Linked DNA regions of Mus musculus: region 1 is linked to region 2. Evidence: chromatin contacts called from public Micro-C data. All regions are on one chromosome and are shown on one strand. Each heading gives the region's core, a stretch centred on a gene start, on an enhancer-like site or on the middle of the called end of the contact. The rest is flanking DNA. Distances are from core to core; before and after follow the strand shown. Region 1 has its middle 42 kb from the start of Tafa4. Region 2 overlaps Tafa1 (TAFA chemokine like family member 1).

Region 1 (2,700 bases), core at 39-2,538, 650 kb after region 2:
GTTATGATGAAGACATGATAGACATTGGGTGTAGTGACTCTGGCCATAATTGTGAAACGTCCTGGTTCTGTCCTGGCTAGTGGCCATGAATCCCAGCCTGGAGCTCTGAGCTCCTATATCTCCTCTCTTAAATGAGCACAGCTGCCCGGACTCTGTATTTAAGGCTGTCCCTGTAACTCCAGTCCAGACATTAATCCCTTCTGGTGAGCAGCTTTGGAATTTGATCTCTGGATTTTTGTGGTGGAAATGTTTCTAATCCCAACAGCACATCTCCTAAATTACTTTGGGGGAATCTCTTGAATGGGACATTATACAGTAGTTTTGGGGCCCACTGAGGATGGATATCGCGGGTCTCTTGAGGTCCATTAAGGGAAATCGATTTCTTCCTGCTCAAAAGAATGGAATCTACCTCTGACACTGGGCAGAGACATAAAAGCCTTAAGAGCCGATGCTTATGGAGTCTACCTCGGACCATGCTCAAAAGGCAGCTAGCTGTTTTGCTCCCGTTTCCTGTCTCCCGGCCACTTTCCACCGTCAGTACCCTTTTGCAGGATCCCCTGGTGAGAGGGTTTGTTTAGTTCCGGTTGCACCAACGTGGGTAGCAGCAGGAGGAGAGAGGGGCAGATACTGTCTCTTTCACAGCTGTGGAGGGTGGGAACCTCTTCCTAGGTGTTATCTTATTCCTTTGCTCTCTGGATTTATTATTTGCACCAAAAAGCATCCACTATAAAACTTTTCTTTCCCATACTCTGTTATTTGAATTGCAAAAACAAGGCAATCCTGGACCAGAGTATCAAGTAAACGGTAAATATGATAGGGTTACAAAGTGACTCCTGCCCGGAATTGATTTGCATAGAGAAGCCCGACAGGACAGAGCAAAGATCAGAGGCGCTCCATCATCGAGTCTTCTAGTCTTACAGGAAAGCAGATGTCATGACATCCTCATAAACCGGAGGAGGACCCCCTCCACCCTGCCCCCAGGAGCCCATCCATAAACACCTCTCTCTTGAAGCGTCTTGAGTCAATTCCCTCCCTGAATGCTGTAGAATATTACCTGGAGTTTTGAAAAATGATACGTAGACGAAGATATTTTCCCAGGACATTTACATTTTTCTATCATTGTGGAAGTGCTCTAACTGTGAATTAGAACTGGCTTTCCGCTTTCAGTCACTTCCCACCTGCCTCACCAGTCTGCGGGTTTTCAGGGGTGGAGCTGGGACTTCTGTCTGGTCTTCCCTTTCCCTCCTCGGCTGCCTTTCAAATGCTAATGCTGGCCTTTGGCTGCCTTGCCTTGGGTCTGTTCAATGCAGCCCTTGTCCGCTCTCATTCTGGTCTGTCATCTGCCTTATTTACATGTCTATACCACTTTAACTTTGGGTTTGCTTCTGGGACTTGCAAGAGTCACCTTTAACTTCATCTCCTATGAGCCAATTGTCTTCCAGTGGACATTCATCAAACCGGCCTAATTTCTCTGGCTAACGCTGCACACAGCTTAGATCTCTGCCCAAAACTGTGCACGATTCAAATTCTTTTTAGCGCCCTAGCAATTTAGTTTGCAGATTTCTCAATATGCTACAATTTCCTTTTGCCCATACTGGTCCTGTGATAGAATCAGCTGATGTCACTGCGGCTATATCAATCAGGATGACACTAAAAGTGGAGGAGACAGCCCAGGTCCCGCACCCTTGGTTTCAGTGAGTGTGGTTTGGCAATAACACTCCAGGGCTGGTGATGCTGCTATCAGTGCTGTTAGTGGTGGTTGTTTGTTTGTTTATTTGGACTCCTCAGTTCATAACCTGAACATACAAATGGTCTAGAGGATACTTGACAAGTGGCTTATAATTGACCTCATACAAGAAGGGTGCATAGACTTCGCAGAAGGACTTTGGCAATCTCTTTGTCAAGTGAAAAACACACCCAGCAGAAGCCACACAGTACATCCTATAGTCTCCATATCAACCAGGTCTTGGCCCGTCTATTTATCCGCACTCATTAACAGGGACCAGCTAACACACCTGAGTTAGTTCAACCAGCAACATGCAGCAGAGGGCTGCGTGACCGCTCAGTCAGTAAAACATTTGCCTTGCAAGCATGAAGACCTGCATTTGATCCTAGGACTCCACAGAAAAACTGAACACACTTGGCCTTGCACTTGTAATCCCTGCACTGGAAAGATAGAAACAAGGAGATGCCCAGAGCTCACTGAGCACCCAGCCTCGCCTAACGGATGCACTCCAGGTTCAATGAGATACCTTGTCTCAAAGGGGGTGGGGAATAGCGGGGGAAGAACATCTGACGTGCTCTCTGGCTTCCACACACATGTGCACACCCCCCCACACACACATACACATACACACACATACACATACAAATATGTATATGCATATACTAAGGTACAACTGACTGGAGGAACTGCACACCAAAGACACTGCCTACTGTCCTCTTCCCCAGAAGGAGGTCGTGTCACTTGTCCAAGAGGATTCTCACCTCACCATATTCATGTACCTTAAAAAAACTGATCACTTGAAGTGCAGTGTATAGTACGTCTTCCCATTTACAATTCAGCATACGACTAGTACGTCACAGGTGCTGAGAAGCCCAACATGCCATCTATTTAACTTGACTTGGGGGTGATACTTTCCAGGCAACCCTCTGGTTAACGTATTTTCCTATTGACACCCAGTGGAAGGTACCTTGGCA
Region 2 (2,700 bases), core at 177-2,676:
CCTGACTGAATGGGTGTCCCAGTCAGAAATCCTTTCTCTACAGCCAGGTTGAGTGTGAAGGAATCATTTGTAATTGACTTCTGGCCTCTGCTTGAACATACACCACACACACACACACAGAATTTCATGTGCATTTGTTATTTTTATTTCATGCTGTTGCTGTTGCTGTGTGCTCTGTGTCTGTATATCTTAGAGATTTAAGACCCACCTCCCCTCCTTGCCAAGTATTTACATATTGTGTTTGAAAAGAAATAACAAATCTGTGCCTGAAGGTCACAGTGGTGAGCAGGCTGTCACTTCTGGAGTGACTTTTCTGCTGGTGTGAAGCTCACATTCCCCTAAACTTTGCATTTCTTTCCTTTGGTTGCTCATCTAACAACAGATCAGCATGGCATGCCTGAGACACACACTGTCATTAATTCACTGAAGCTCACTTGGTGGAGGTTTCTAATCACTTACTGGGTTTCTGTCAGATGAGATTAGCTCATGTCCAAGTGCAATGCTTAAACTTCTTCTGGCTTGGAGCTTATTTAATGATGTGGGTATTTGTTTTTGCTGTACAAGCTTATATTGAAAAAACTCTTCTCCCTGGTGAGTTCTGGGCTACCTGGTATGGATCTTTTGTGAGTGTTGTTAACGACACTTGGATGAGGCCAGGCCTTAATTTTTACTTAAATAATGGAACTCATCCATCACATCTCACCGAGCCTTTTTGATATGGTCAGTGCTTTTCGACACTCAAAGAAAAAAAAAATAAGTCTTTGTGAAAACTTGTGTTTAGTTCCAAAGCAATTGCCTTGGGCTGTGAGCTACCCTCAGTATTGAATAAGTGGCCTTGCAGGTGGCTTTGCTCTTTAGTGATTTCTGACACTCAACCCAAAAGATCCTTCCTTGTTTCCTACCAGGTTTCAGTTACTGTTAGTGATTCTATGAACAGTAAGTGGCCAAAAATGCCAGCTAAAAAAAGTAACGTTGATTGTCACCACTTCCTTCCTTCCTTCCTTCCTTCCTTCCTTCCTTCCTTCCTTCCTTCCTTTCTCTCTCTCTCTCTCTCTCTCTCTCTCTCTCTCTCTCTCTCTCTCTCTCTCTCCTCACACACACACACAAGCCTAGCTTTGTCTTTTATCTCTGTAATCTTTTATCTATTATGTTCCAAATTCTGGGTCAAGCCCCAGATCATATAGCATTTAGCATTGTGGGTTATCTGTGCCAACCGCTTGTAAAATAAGGATCCCTGCTCTTTTTTTTTTTTTCCTTTTTTCTTTTTTCTTTTTTTCTTATTCTTAAATCCAAGGTTAGAAGGATTTAAAATAATTAAGTCAGGATTCAAAACTTTTCTTTCTGATTCGAAACACATATACAGGATTAACTAGGCAGGCTTGCAATGTAGATCAGTTGGCACAGAACTCGCCGAGCTGCAGGAGGCTTGATCCCCAGCACTGCGTACATTGAGCATGCTGGTGCTTGACTGGAATCCCAGCACTTGGGAGGCAGAAGCAGGGCCATCAGAAGTTTTAGAACATTTTCAGCTACATATGAGTTTGAGGTCAGTCTGAGATATACAAAGCCCCGTCCTTAATTTAAAAAAAAAAATAAAGTTTTTTATTCTCTAAATTATTGTAGAAAGAAATGTTTTACACCTGTTCTAGGCCTACCGGATATTTGAGAATTGCATTAGTCATTTATTGGTACATTAACTATTGTGTAACAAATGACTGCAAACCCTACTGACTTCAAACAAGCCTTTGTTATTCACTATCAGGGTCTGGTGATTTGTCCGGGGTTTGCCTGATCCCAGACAGGCTTATCTGGGCTAACAGCCAGGCTGTGTGGAAGATTGAAGTTACTGCCTGCACTGGTTTAAATATGATTTGGCCCCACGAACACTCAAGTTGAGAAGCAGTTCTTTAGGGAATAGGTATTAGGAGGTGGGGCTGAAGAGGTCAGGTCAGGAACTTTGGAAAATTCCACCTGACCCTTCCTGAAAGAGAACCCCTCTGAAAGGGAGAGGCTAATTAATATTGCTCAGTCCATGGGGGCGGGGTGGGGCAGACATCAGCCACCTGAGGGTGGGGGAGGCCCAGAGCACTTTGACAATCCTAGACTTTTGACCACCTACAGACAAGGGAAGTCCTTAAAGACCAATCAGTTTAAAAGTCACACTGTTCTGCCAATCACATTGTGCCTAATGACTGCTGCTCTGAAAACTGTATAAAAGCTCACCAACCGAGCTGTGCGGAGTTGCCACTTCACCTTTGGGTGTAGGACGACCCCAATGCGTTGTAACAATAAATTCCTCTTGCTTTTTGCGTCGATCCCATCTCTGTATTGTTCACTCAGGGGGTCCCAGTAAGCTAAGGCTCACCAGAGTCTTTCGGGGCCAGTGGCTTTAGGGTTTTTTTATCTTGTTTTTTAATTTTATATACATTGCCTGCATGTATGTCTATGTGAAGATGTCAGATTCTCTAGAACTATAGACAGTTGTAAGCTGACATAATGAGTGATGGGAATTGAACCTGGGCCCTTGGAAGAGCAGCCAGTACTCTTAATTACTGAGCCATTGCTCGGACCCCTACACTCTGTTGTTTCTGTCATAGCAATGACACAAGATTCTAAATGTAGCATTAAAATATATACTTTTTTTTCTCAAAGTATAGTAGGATTTGATTGTGTGTCTTACTAAAACTCTTCTATTATTCT

Evidence for each region. A called contact is a pair of places that touch in the nucleus more often than the background predicts.
Region 1: a contact with region 2 is called in a Micro-C map of embryonic stem cells, with 2.0 times the contacts expected there. The contact joins two enhancer-like sites. A contact is called at or near these places in 1 of 484 Hi-C or Micro-C datasets (embryonic stem cells), 2 of 115 datasets of contacts at active chromatin or transcription factors (both in embryonic stem cells) and 1 of 9 other capture datasets (embryonic stem cells).

The regions. Positions count from the first base shown.
Region 1 is chr6:97,101,218-97,103,917 of GRCm38.p6, forward strand. No RefSeq gene overlaps it. Among named protein-coding and RNA genes, the nearest start is that of Tafa4, 42 kb to the left of the region's middle. Within about 2 kb of position 1,289, at least 27 of the 459 cell types and tissues checked have an H3K27ac peak or open chromatin away from gene starts, as enhancers often do. A contact at or near this core is called in embryonic stem cells, where this site is marked.
Region 2 is chr6:96,456,000-96,458,699 of GRCm38.p6, forward strand. The region is part of intron 2 of Tafa1 (TAFA chemokine like family member 1); the gene reads left to right. Among named protein-coding and RNA genes, the nearest start is that of Gm26011, 100 kb to the right of the region's middle. Within about 2 kb of position 1,427, at least 9 of the 459 cell types and tissues checked have an H3K27ac peak or open chromatin away from gene starts, as enhancers often do. A contact at or near this core is called in embryonic stem cells, where this site is marked.